Linked DNA regions of Mus musculus: regions 1, 3 and 4 are each linked to region 2. Evidence: chromatin contacts called from public HiCAR-type and promoter capture Hi-C data. All regions are on one chromosome and are shown on one strand. Each heading gives the region's core, a stretch centred on a gene start, on an enhancer-like site or on the middle of the called end of the contact. The rest is flanking DNA. Distances are from core to core; before and after follow the strand shown.

The links. Promoter capture Hi-C pulls out the DNA fragments that hold promoters and counts their contacts. HiCAR-type assays count read pairs that join an accessible place to other places.
Region 1: a contact with region 2 is called in a promoter capture Hi-C map of hippocampal neurons, with 4 times the contacts expected there. The contact joins the promoter of Usp53 here to the promoter of Tram1l1 in region 2. A contact is called at or near these places in 1 of 39 promoter capture datasets (hippocampal neurons) and 1 of 115 datasets of contacts at active chromatin or transcription factors (astrocytes).
Region 3: a contact with region 2 is called in a promoter capture Hi-C map of hippocampal neurons, with 2.0 times the contacts expected there. The contact joins the promoter of Sec24d here to the promoter of Tram1l1 in region 2.
Region 4: a HiCAR-type map of astrocytes shows a contact between it and region 2, with 2.6 times the contacts expected there. The contact joins the promoter of Ndst4 here to the promoter of Tram1l1 in region 2. A contact is called at or near these places in 1 of 39 promoter capture datasets (hippocampal neurons) and 2 of 115 datasets of contacts at active chromatin or transcription factors (astrocytes and differentiating embryonic stem cells).

The regions. Positions count from the first base shown.
Region 1 is chr3:122,982,509-122,985,757 of GRCm38.p6, reverse strand. Usp53 (ubiquitin specific peptidase 53) reads left to right here and starts at 1,311. Exons shown (of 16, transcript NM_133857.3): 1 at 1,311-1,476.
Region 2 is chr3:124,319,776-124,323,010 of GRCm38.p6, reverse strand. Tram1l1 (translocation associated membrane protein 1-like 1) reads right to left here and starts at 1,974. Exons shown (of 1, transcript NM_146140.4): 1 at 1-1,974. The coding sequence starts at 1,818. The coding sequence ends at 727.
Region 3 is chr3:123,266,084-123,269,363 of GRCm38.p6, reverse strand. It overlaps Sec24d (Sec24 related gene family, member D (S. cerevisiae)), which reads right to left and starts at 1,868. Exons shown (of 23, transcript NM_027135.2): 1 at 1,828-1,868.
Region 4 is chr3:125,402,322-125,405,744 of GRCm38.p6, reverse strand. It overlaps Ndst4 (N-deacetylase/N-sulfotransferase (heparin glucosaminyl) 4), which reads right to left and starts at 1,654. Exons shown (of 14, transcript NM_022565.2): 1 at 1,238-1,654.

The DNA of each region.
Region 1 (3,249 bases), core at 62-2,561, 1.3 Mb after region 2:
CTTCCTAACTACCATTTTTTTTTTTTCCTGGGGGAACAAGGCGTTCAGATCTTGTTACGTCAAGAGTAGGACATTAACATAACTAAACCTGGACTGCTTGTTCCTTGGTCTATTTTTAAGACATATTTAAGGCACTCATGTAAAATACATCCGAGAATACACAATATAGCTGAAGGGGAAAGAGGTGACAGAAGATATATTAAACAACACCTCAAAACAGAGTGCACCCGAGAGGAAACAGTATGGTGCCAATTCTTTACATTTCTAAGAGCTGGTTTCTCCGGCTCCTTCCCGTCGAGGTTTTAATGTTAATGTTGAGGACGGCGTCTATGGCTTCATGTTACTTCTTTTATGTGGTACATAATAAATTCTCACTGATCCCGGGTCAAACACAATAACCTCACTGCATGTCACCCACCAACCTGCAGGGTCTCCCTCATGCGATTTCTTCAGGTAAACTGGAGTCCCCTTTGAGTTTATCTAAGTCAACTTTTATGACTCACGCCAGCTTTGGAAATGTCTTCCAAACCTACATCTACCTTTTTGAGTCATCTTAATCATCAGCCAGGTTTTTTTTTCCCCCCTTTGTTTTGTTTTTCCTTTTAATTATCATCCCAAATAAAAGTTTCCCAGACAAAGGCTAGTCTGGTTCGCAGCAGCAGCAGCTTGCAACTCAAAACCTGCTCCACATCGCGGAGAGGATGCTGCCAAAATTTCTGACAAATACTAACTGGGTCAGCGCGGTTATGAAGACGTTCGTTTTATTAGTGGTCACGAAAGCCCCACTTAGGGAAAATACATTCGCGCCAAAGGACACCATTCAACTGCAAACAGACCGTACCGACTCCCTAAGGGGACCGCCGGGGTGCCGACCCAGCAATGGCTGAAACCCACAGAACCCCGGCTCAGATCCCCGCGCATCCGCACTCAGGCTGCAAAGCCGCCAACCAAGGCGGACGACGGCGGGACGCCCGCGTCTGCCGTGGAAATCCGCCGCAGTCCCCAGCCCACCACGCAGCCGCTCGCCGATCCGCCACGTCCCGTCTCACAGCCCGCCCCGCGCGCCACCCCCGCGTCGGGGCAGAAGCCCGAGCCCTGCTCTCGCGGGATCTCGCGCCTCACACAAGCCCTCGGAAAGGGAGCATCACCCGCGGGAAAGCCGGGAACTCACGTGCGGGGGCGGGGCGGGGCGGGGCGAGACGAGGAGGCGGGCCCGGCGCAAGGGGGCGGGGCGTCCTGACGCGGGGGAAGGCGGGGTCCAGAGACCTGTTGATCGCAGGTGTCACTGCCCAGACCGGCCCCTGGGTCTTGGGCGTGCGCGCATGCTCTGCGCGGGTCTGGCGGCTGAAAGCGGCGGTGTGGCCGTCTGTCCCTGTGCGTGTCGCTTTGCCTGTCACGACGTTGTGGGTGTCGGCGCGAGGCGGAGCCGGGCCAGTGGGACTGGAAGGGCTACGGCGCCGGGAGGTAGAGCTTGGGGTGAGTCGCGGGAGCCCCCGCTGGGCAGAGGGCGGAGGACTCTCGGTCCCCACGGCCTGGCCCCGCTCGGGCGCGCTAACCCGGGTGGCCGCAGGCTGAGGGCGGGATTGGGCCGGGTCGGGATGCGCTGGCCAGGCTCCTGCGGTTCCCGGTGCAGCCCCACAGCTGCCGGAGCACTGAGCCTTCACCAGGGCTCCAGCGTGATTGGCGTTCCTCCTTGGCGGAGCAGACTGGATTGGATGTGATAGAATCTTGGCTTGGTTGGTTTCTCAGTAGCTGGACAGACGGACGGAGTTAATGTTTAGCTTCTAAACGGCGGTTTACGGTACAATTACCAAACTACTCGCCGGCGGCGCGGGGGAACAGGAAGTGCCTGCGCAGGTGTAACCGGGAGGATGTGAAGCCCTGCAATCTGAGCCTGTTTTGAGGTTTTGTTATTCTCCTGGGGTTTGTTTTCTCCGTGCAGATCCCGATAAATGCTTGCAAAAACGTACTGCACGTCCTTATCTGCTTGCGGTCTTCCATAGCTGGAAACATATTCTTTCCTCCAAATATATTTTCAAGGCTACTTTTGAGGTACATGGGCAGTAAACCTAAGTTCTCTGTGGTGAGCCCTGGAGCTTGTTTAAGACCAGGCACGCTGATTTTCACCTTTAAAAGGTGGAGCCAGTGCTGACACGAAGTTATGATAGAATGGATTGGTGACATTGATAACTTGTCAGTTTTATTTTCTGTTGTTTTCAATTCTGTGTCGATGATGGTCGAGGCAGAGATCCCTCATCCTATTCTGTTAAAGAAAAAAGGAAAAAAAAAATAGTGAAGAAAGGGTCTTCAAAAGTAATGTGTGATTTATCTGCTATTGTCAGAAGAATTCCTAATAGATTTTCTGCGGGCAAGAGTTGTATGGAAAATAAGGTTTTTGACTTATCTTTTAGAGACTTTTAAAGTGAGCTCCTTTGGACAACTTGCTATAAACTTACAGAAGTGATTTGTTTAGTTTGTAAATCGAATCAATGTATTAAGTATTTTTCCCAAAGGATAAAAAACAAGAGACCCTCCAAACAAGCCTTTTCCTTAGGATTTTTTTTTTTATTTATAAAGTTGTCTATCGAACTCATGATACGTGGCACTAACAGTTTATTACTTTAAAGGCGTCACTTTTTTTTTTTAAATAAAAGTGCCATTTTAGTGGTAGGACACATTTTCTACTTATTCTTGCCCTTTAGTAAGAAAGCACCCCCCCCCACACACACACACAATGCCCTTACAGTTTCACTATGTGCTCTGATTCAAAATATTTCTTATATTGTTTAATTTCAGAAGTTTATTTTCACTATGTAGTGTCGAAAAATGCAGTTTTGGTGTACAGTGGCTTAGAAGTTTGTTTTAACAGAATAAAGTTTAAAAATGACAAGAAATCTGATCTATTTTAAGGGGTGATGTGCACTTTTAGATGCTAACTTCATTAGACACCAGCTCCATTATGTTGGAAGTCTGTAGTTGTAGAAGGAATGAATCAAGGACTTTGCTTGACTCTACAACTTTCTGAAAACTCGTCTTCTCTCCGTACAGTGGTCGTTGAAGTTAGCTGGCAAAGGTGAGTTACTGAGATACTAAGCAGTCTTGTTATTTCACAGCTTTAACTATAAGGTGTGACCTAATTACAGACCCTAACGACAATCTACAGAAAGCTTGGTAGCTTATATATTGCACATGCCAACATTTTGAACATAGTGCGCTATGGTATGAGGCTCTTCCTGAGATTTTGTGCTA
Region 2 (3,235 bases), core at 725-3,224:
TAGATACGATTTTTTTTCAGTAAGGTTGAATTTTGTGAGTTTTCCTGGACAAGTGTTTAAAATAAACAGGAAGAAGTTGTTCACCTCTTCAGTAACCCATGATATTTATTAAAGGTATTTTGATTCGATAAATGTCAATATCACCACACATGTCATCTATTCGGAGTTTGATGCTTTAATGGGGGCATAGCACTAGCAGTCACTAATTACAAAATTAAACACATACTTTGGGGGTTTGACAAATACTTTCCATTGTAAATTTAAAACAACTTTAAAAAGGAATCCCAACGATTACATAATACTGATTTAAGTTCCACCTTTATCAGATTTTCCACTTTATCCTGCAAGAGAACATGGAGAAAACCACTTTGCTGCCAGACTTGTTAATGCGATAAAGAACACTGGAAGCAGGAAACTATTATTTATACACACAATTCTGCAGTCATCACCACGAAACGTTTGGACAATCGTTGAGGTAACAATCTAAACTAAATACGATGTTGGTCTGTTAACTATTCTGACAGGATTTAGAGGCTGAGTGGTTTAATCTTAATTCCCACCACCACTCATACCGCTGCCAACCCTTAAAAACACATTAGACAATAACAATAGCAATATTTAAAAAAGCACGACCCGTTCTGAAAAACAGAAACTCTCTAGCACAGAGACACCACATAGCAAGGAGTGGATTCCCTTGGAGGTAAGAATCAATTAGCTTGAAGCTGCTTAAGGAGCCTTCTCTTTCTTCTTTGGTGGAGAGTCTATTCTATTCGGATTCTCCACTCCATTTTCTGTGCCTTTTCTCGCCCTGGACCGTCTCTTCCTTCCACAAACATGAAGGTTCGCGTCTTCTAACCATCTCTGAAGCCAGACAGTAGTCAAGGTCCATGTTATGTACACCTGGATACTGCAACTCGAGGACAGAACAGCGATTTTAGCTGCCAGCACATTGACATTACCAGAGAGTGCATTGCCATTCCGATTTGTCCCGGCCAGGTGAAGCCCTACTGTAACCACCGAGACAATCAATGTCACGAGTCTCCCGGATATAAACACGATAGGCCACAGAGACAACCCTTTCTGGTACCGCTCATCACCAAAGTAAAGCAGGCTGCACACGCTGGAGAGGAGCTCTACGGCGTAGTGCAGCATCAGCAGCAGCAGGCCCAAGTGGTTCAAGTACAAGAGATAGGCCCCTCCAATGTGGAAGAGGTGGAGGCCAATGTAGATGAGCTGACCCGGGATATCTTGCTTCCTGACTTTCTGGAAGTAAAGCTCCGGAAAGCTATGAAACCAGTAAGCCAACTGTGAAATGTAGAAAAATTTCATCTGAAATGTCATCATGTTGTGGGGCTGAGACTTCCACAAGAGTGTAGGGTCTGACAGGCAGTTCTCAGAGGCCAGAATGATCATGCCCCAGATCCCGGACACTATATAGAACACACTCAGCTGCCCGGCCTCATTCAGTTTGTTTTGTTTGCCTTTGGTGAGCTGCAGTCTCCTGCTGAGCTTATCTAGCACGTACTCCTGAATGGTGGCGTGGATGATGATGGCCACCAGCATGTAGAAGAACACTGTGGCCAGATCTTTGACCCCATAATGGTACAGGGTCCTGGACCCGGAGGGCAGCCCTTCCGCTGGGACAACGACTCCATGCTGCAGAGTGAGGAACGCGATCGACATCTCGGAGGTGCCCTCGAACATAAGCCCCAGCACGAAGAACATGCCCACGCAGGAGACCATATCCGCGTGGTTCTGCACCATGAATTCGTGGCTCAACACCGGGGGGTTCCTGGCGTTCTTCTTGCGGAGCCCCATGCCGCGGTACTCACCAGTAGTCACCGGCCTCCACCGCTGATCACTGAGCCGCTCCCAGCGCCGGGCTCCCCATCACCGCCCGTCTGACGCCCAGGGTCGCAGCCGCTGCCGACCGATCAATCAAAGGCTGGGGCCGCGTAGGCCGAGCATGCGCACAGGGGCTGCGGAGGCAGGAAAGGAAATCGAGCGCCGCGCCCCTGCCCCGCAGGCCCGGGTGCGAGCGCGGATTTGCTGCACCGATCGCCGCCGCCCACCCACAGGAGCCGGAGGGGCTTCCCAGGAACTGGGAAATCTGGTGCCACTGTCATTGCCATTGCCATCATCACCATGGCAACACAGCAGCGAGTTCCCTAGTGCTCTCTACTGATCTCTTAGGAATCTCACCTTCCCTTAAGGGGCTGATGCTGTGGAAATCAAATTCATTCTCTCTCTCTCTCTCTCTCTCTCTCTCTCTCTCTCTCTCTCTCTCTCTCTCTCTCTCTCATCTGAGTGTCTGTGTCTCCTCTATGTGTTTTTTGTCTTTGCCTCTGTCTCTCTGTTTCTCTCTCCTTTTCCCCACCCACCTCTTTGTGACACACCATGCCTGCCATTATTATCACCACAGGTCTAATAAATATCAGTAGCCACGATTTAAATCCTGAGTGGAACCAGAGTATTCTCAGCGCTGTATTGTGCTGTCTCTATGTTAAATCAGTCAGACCTGGCAACACCAATGCAAAGAAGCAGTTTCAGAAAATAATGCTATTAGAACAAAAATGGCTGTAGAGGTGCTAGCTAATTATATTAGAAGTCTGCAAGGCAGTGGGAAGCAGAGATCTTGCAGGTCCTTGGCTACAAAACAAGACTTCACTCGGACAGACATGAATCTCAGGGTTCATTTGTCTGTGTGTAACGTTTTTAGCAAATGTTAAATTTCACTTTAAAGAAAAGCCATGTTATTAGCTTTGTCAACAGAAGTTTTATGTCAGTTTTCAAATATCACTGATAAGGGAGAATGAATTTCTTGTCCTTTATCTGTCATATGAGTGTAAAGTCCTTACGGAGAGGAATGATGGGTGAAAGTATAAAGTATGCAGTTCAGACGAATAACGCTACAGGCCCTTTTAAAAGAAACAAAGCGTTTATCGTTAGAGTGCTGAGATTTATCGTCATCCTTCAGTTCGCTACATAGCATAGCGCAGTATAAATAGAACCTTGTTTATTTAGCTTGGAGATTGTATCAATAGAAGGCATCTTGAATTTTCCAGAGGAAAATACGGTTTGTTATGGGGAGTGTTCTTGAATTAAGGAAAATATACATATTATTTTTCATAATAAGAATTCTCTATTTTTCAAGTGATTCTTCATTGGATAATGCTTTTTATTTTTCTTCAGATCATCACTCTGACTTTTCTTTGTTTATCCAAGCTCATCTATT
Region 3 (3,280 bases), core at 619-3,118, 1.1 Mb after region 2:
TTCACAGGCACAGATCTGAATAGTAATTGCTACCACGTTTCCCCTGGATGCCTGAATTGCTTTGAACAGTCTCTCATTAGTATTCCTACAACTCTGCATCTTGGTTTCCATGGTCACATTTTGAGAGCGCACCATGCCGTTCAACTGACTGACCACCATGATTACAAGCAGTCTGATGCTTCACAACCTGGATCTTCCTGGTGCCTTCTAATTAGTCTACTTAATCTGTACTTAAGACAAGGAAAAGCCATAGTCCAACAAATATAACCTGAGATAGACATGATGATAGTCTTTGTGAGTCATAATGGGACAAGCCAGTGGCAGCTCCAACCATCTCCGTCCAAGATGCTAGGGCTTCTCTCTAACTTAGATGACGTCACACCTCTAAGAACATAGGCACCTATATTTAAGGAGCTAAAAAAAAAGCCTTTCATATGTGGGTAGTCATAAACAATCACAAATATAACAGTCCCATCTTGACTCTATTCAGAGCCCAAATGCCAATTAGCTTTACACTTTATGTTTCCATGTTTTGCTAAAACAGATATCTCCTAGAGAGGTTTTTAAAAGATACTTTTGTTTATTTGGTTGGTTGGTTTCTGCAGAGACAAGGTTTCCCTTGTAGTCCTTGCTGTCCTGAACTTACTCTGTAGACCAGGCTAGCCTCGAACTCAAAGAGATCTGCCTGCCTCTGACTCCCCAATGCTGGGATTAAAGGTGTGTGCCACCATGTCTGGCTTTCAAAAAAACATTTGTTACAAGACAGGAGGTGCTCTGAAGCCTGGCAAAAGAATTATGATTTGTTTCCTATCTGCCCATGCAAAGCTTTGTGACACAGTAAACTGAAGAGGTTCTTTGGGCCTCAGTTTTCTGTTTTAGAAAATGAAGTGTCCAAAAGCCATATTAGTTGTGAAACCCTGATTCTCTAGTTTCTTTCCAGTTTCTCCATCAAGCATTTGGGTACCTCTCCTTTCTTTCTCGTTGCTGCGGTTTAAGGTAGTGGTTTAAGGTAAAGATTAGTAATACCTTCTAAGTAAGACGTGGGATCTCTTTATTCTGGAAATGGCATGCAAATTTCAAACGTGAAGACTAACATCCATGATTTAGCTTTGTTTTCATATTAAACCTTCAGCTTCCGAGTAGCAACCATGAGTATGATGAGGTCACTGTCTTGCTAACGGAGGACAGAAAGGCAGACAAAGGTCTCTAGTTCACTGTGTTCCTGACAACACTTTCCCTCCTCCCACTGCGCCTAGAGAGACGTGGCAGTCGCTTGGCCCCGTGCAGCCCAGAGCCTTCAGAAGACCGCACCGGCGCACCCACGCAGCAGCTGCGGAAGGGGAGCGGGACAGCGATGCTCACAGCAGGGGACTGGAAGCCGCCCAGCCCTCTTCCCTGGTCCTGGGAGGAATTCGCTTCCTCACCCTTCTCTGCCACGTCAAACTTCCTCACCCAGTACACCAAGTTGCAGAAACCTGACTCAGCTGCAAGCGGCGACATGGCAGAGAGCCACTTGGCACAAACCGGCCTCGAATCCAAACCCCGAGCGCTCGGATTCTACAAAGACACCCTTCCCCTTCCACTGTCACCCGGGACAAGTTCGCGTTTCCCTCTAATGATGTCCCGGAGCTGAACACTGTAGTTGCCATTTTCCCTCGGAATATTTCCAGCCCTCTCCTCCTCCGGGAACCAGAGAGCCAAGTTGATGGGGAGTCGCGGTGCAGCCGCGTGTGGACGCTCCGCACCCTCAGCCCGAACCTGCTGTACCTGTGGCTCCCCTTCCTCCCCACCCTCCTCCCTGCGCCCTGCGCCCCGCGTCTGCCGTACCTGCTCTGCACGCTCCGCGCCCCGCGCCGCCGCCGCCGAGTCGCTCTGGGTTGCTAGTGCCACGTCAGGCGCCCGGGCGCGCGCGCGTGCTGGACCCGCTCGCTCCCGCGGCGCGCCCTGGCGGGGGCGGGGCCGCACCTCCCACTGCGGTCTCGCGCCTCTTTCCGGGTCTTTTCCTCTAAGCTTTTCCTTCGCGAGGCCCCGCCTCCTCCAATTTGTCAAAGATCCTCCGGAGCCGGTGGCAGGGGACTTGGGTGGGGTGAGGAGGGCGCGCTCTGGGTTCAACAGGTGGCACTGAATCGCTGCGCTGCGCTCGCCTTACTGGAAGCGACGCGTGTCGGGGAGTGCTCAGTGGCCAGAGGAATCTGGCGCGTGGACAGACAATTTGATGACGTCTTCCAGCACAACCACAGAAGGAAGGAAGGCCCACGACAGCCTGGTTCTGTGTGAAACGAGACGCTCAGCTGAGGTGTCCTCAAGGAAGCAAAGGGTTGCAGGACCTCCGTGGGCTTGCCCACTTAACTGGGTGTGCCCCACCCACAAACAGGAACTGGCCTGTGTCAAAGGTAGATAACTTTTAGCTCACCTTTGGACAGAAACAGTTGAGAAACACCTATTTGGCCCTAAAATCAGGACCAATAGGCCACACTCCAAAAATGTCTCACTATCAGAGAGAAAGTATGAGTTCAGTCCGCAGCCGAGCTGCGAGTTTGGGGAATCTATGAAAGTTTTATGAAATAAAAGCAGCCTAGTGATTTTGCCCTCACTGTGTGCCTCCTTCTGAGGAACCAGAAATAAAAGCTCCCTAAAGCTTGACTAATCAAAAGCTACCTGAGTAACTTTTCCTGTTGCTGTGATAAAATACTCTGGCAACCACAACTAAAAGGAGAAAATGTTTATTTTGGTCCACAGTTCAAGGGAGTAATCCATCTTGATGCGGTAGCTTGAGGCAGCTGATCACTATGCGGGCACAGTCAGGAAAGCAGAGAGCAATCAGTGCTTGTGTCTGGCTCTTTTTATGCAGTCCAGGATGCCAGTCCAGGGAATGATGTCCCACACACTGGGCGGGTCTTCTCAGCTCAATCCATCTATGCTCAATATAGATCCTCTCAGACCTGCCAGGTCTTCTTTTAGAATTATCATTATCAAGACATGTTGTTGTTGTTGTTTGAGACAGGGTTTCTCTTTGTAGCCTTTGCTGTCCTGGAACTCACTCTCTAGACCAGGCTGGCCTCAAACTCAGCAATCCACCTGCTTCTGCCTCCCAAGTGCTAGGATTAAGGACATGAGCCACCATCACCCACAGTATTAGGAATTTTGAGGCAACTGTGTCAACTGTTTATCACTAAAAAAGAAACCAATTTAAAGGGTAATAATTTGCATTGTCTCAGTCTCTAAGGTTTCAGTCCTAAGTCATCTTGCTGAACTGCTATAGGTGTCTGAAGATGCAAAG
Region 4 (3,423 bases), core at 405-2,904, 1.1 Mb before region 2:
AAAACAAATTAAAATAGTTGTGATCCGGAAAAATAACAACTCATTAAAATCATTTGGAGAAACTCATTGTCTCTTAGTTTTAGTGAAATTAAAGTAATTTTAGTAACTTCTGTCTTCACCAGCTTCTTCTTATTCCAAAATATACAGGATTTTAACTATGAAACTGACAAGAAAGTGGATAACTAAGCCTGAATGACAGAAATGTATTAATATCTTGCTTCAGCTTAACATTGAAAAGTTCTGCCTCCATGTAAATGAAAACTCCTAGAACAGACGCTGTGAAGGCAGGAAAAGGAGCGTCTGACAGAAAGGATAAACTCATTACACTTTCTCAAAGTTAATTGAGGAGCAGAACACAGTCTACCAAAATAAACAACACACTGCTTCTGAAAAAGTATATCAATTTGTAAATTAGGACAAGTTAAAAGGAAATCAATTTTTAATATTTTTAAACTTTGATTTCTTCTGATATAAGTATTAGAAACACTAAGACCACCTTTAAACATCTCGCATTTTCCAATGTGTTTTGTGTAGGGGGCTTTGGAAGTGTGTGTGTGTATATGTGTGTGCGTGTGTGTGTGTGAATACGGCACTGAGGTGTCGGTGTCCTGCTCACAATCTAGGATATGAATATGACATATATTACCCTGAGATGTTTTCATTTCTAATATGAGCTAGGGGATAGCATCTATTTCCTGATAAACAGCATATGCCAGTGTCGTTCAGTTTCAAATGTGTGTGCCAGCTGTTTCTCTCAAAATTCCATCAAAACAGAGAACACCTATAAATCTTATGTCCCAAGGAGAAGAGTTCTCATCTTGGGCAATTTGCATGCCACATTCTAAGTAATACTTCTTAGGAAACATTTAAACACCAGCCACAGTTATGACTGAAGGCTGAGTTTGCAAAATTAGTAGGTCCAGTAGAAACAGGACAAACCTGTTATCCAGGGAGGTGTTTTGGTGCAAATGTCAGAGTAACTGTTTAAAATTAATCTGCTGTTCAGTTCCCTTTTTACAGCAGGGCAATACATTCTATATACAATGCAAATATAACTTCTACATACTGACAGGTATGTATACACACGCCAGAAAGGGAGATTGAATTTGGCTCTAAAAGTATCTGCTTCTACATAAATCTTTCACAAATAAAACTTTAGTGCGTTTAACTTGTTTATGAAGCTAAGCCACACATACCCCGTCATTGTCAATTTCAACAAATTAGGGCAGTAACTTACCTAGAGAAGCATTTCAATTTTTTTTTCTTTTGCTAACTTGAATTTATCCGAAGTTAGAAAATGAGATATCCAGAATTCAGGTTTACTTGGCTCCACGTTAATTAGCGGAGCTTTCAGTTCGTGCCATCTGCCTCAACAGGATTCTGAGAGCACTCCTCAGCTCCGGTGCCGGTGTCTGGACCCTTCCAGCAGTCTTTTTATTTATACACACATTGTCCTTTTCAAAACAAGCAGCCAGCTGGAATGATTCAGACCTCTGTTCAGCACACCGTTAAAATGCAGCTTCCTTCTCGGACACGAGCCTTACCCCAGGGAGCAGACCGGGTACAGCAAAAAGGCTATGAGAACTATTTAATCACCGGAATACCAGCTGCTCCTGTCTGCTTCTGCCACTGCTGCTGTGCCTCTTGCTTAGCTGGAGTCGGTCTTTCCCTCCCTCCCTCCCTCTCTCCCTCCCTCCCTTTTTCTCTCACATCTCCAGAACTATGAAGGCAGCTCTGCCGGGTTATGATTGGCAGAAACAGCCAATTCCTTCAGCTAATCATCCTCAAGACTTTCAAGGACCTGAAGCTGTTGTGATGTCATCCAGGCAGTGGGATGTTACACATGAACACATTCCAGCAGAAGCTAATTCAGCAGCCGGCAGCCTTCCTCTCACACAACACTGATTGATTGATTAGGTGCCCCTTGAGGATTTGGATAATCGTTCACTGGACAGTTTGAATATTTCCTACATAATCCGAGAATAAGATTTCACTTTGCAGCTATGTCACTGTATCAAGTGGGTTAATAAAAGTTCGTGATGGGGCTTTCTGTTGTGAATATGTGCCAGCCAAAGAGTCTAATTTCAAACAGAACAAAAGCCAGCAATGAGCAATAGAAAACTTGGAGAACTGTCTGTGAGCTACCAAATCCTGATACTTATAATAGCATAAACATGTGTTATCAGTAAGGACAGATAAATATGTAAAACTATATAATGTTAATTAACAGAGGTAAAATTTGATTCCTATGGGAAACTACATTTCTATTTCTCAAATTTAAAAATTATATATATATATATTCATATATATATTTAAATATAAATATACAAGAAAAAAAATGAAAACTTGTTTCAAGACAGAATAGAGCTGCAGAATACTCTCTAATCTGGTGTGTGTGTCTTCAGTTATAAGCAATACATGTAATATTCGGACAATTTCAGTAAAATCCCGTGACTAGAGAGGGGGGTGGAAGTAGTGGAGAAGCCATTAAAGCTTGGCTTTATGATGTCTGTATCCAGTATTATTGGTGTTAACGTCTGCATAACATTTGTCTGCAAATTGCCTAAATTCTCATGCACAGTGAGTTGAGAAAAAGTTTATGTTTATAAAATCTTCAAGCAGCATTCAGCAACTTCTTACCCGGATGGCAAAGAAGCATTTGAAGGTCAAGACATGTTGACTTAGTGATGCCCATTACAATTGAGAGAGATAAGCATACTGCAGACGTATCTTTTTATCAATAATATAATATTATGAGGAAAATACCATGCCATGGTTCAGTGTTGATTAAAATGCATTTTAAATGCTAATTGAAAATTTCTATCTTTTATAGTTTTACCTGTCTGGTTATGGTGCTGGGAATTGAACCCAGAGCCCTTCAGTTTCTAGTATAGCCTCTGTTACCATACCAGATCCCACCATAGTTTTGCTTTTTTGTTGTTTTGCTTGTTTGTTTTTTAATTTCATTATTTATTTAGCATTTTAAGTTTTTGGAAAATTGCATAATTGAGGAAGAAACATTATTGCAAATTGTTCAACCCATTACAGTCTTGCTGCGTTCCTATTTCAAAGGCCAACAGAAGCAGTGCTATATACAAACGGTTGAACTTGTTGGAATTAAATGGTAGCTCCATGATTCTCACTGCAAAACTATCAAATAGAACCTTGAAGCAGGATCCACAGCCTTGTCAGGGTTATGGCCATGGACAGTGTAGAATCATAACAAAGGAAATAACATGATCAAGTCCATTATTACTCTAGCACCAGCTTTGATATGAAGATACTTAACCATTTTTTAATTGTGAGGACTTTGACAATGGAAGTGTTACAATGTTAGTCAGTTCTAAGACATACCATGGTATTTATTAAATATTAATTATTGAAACACATCCAAAGACAGGAAATTAAAATTCTGTAGTTGAA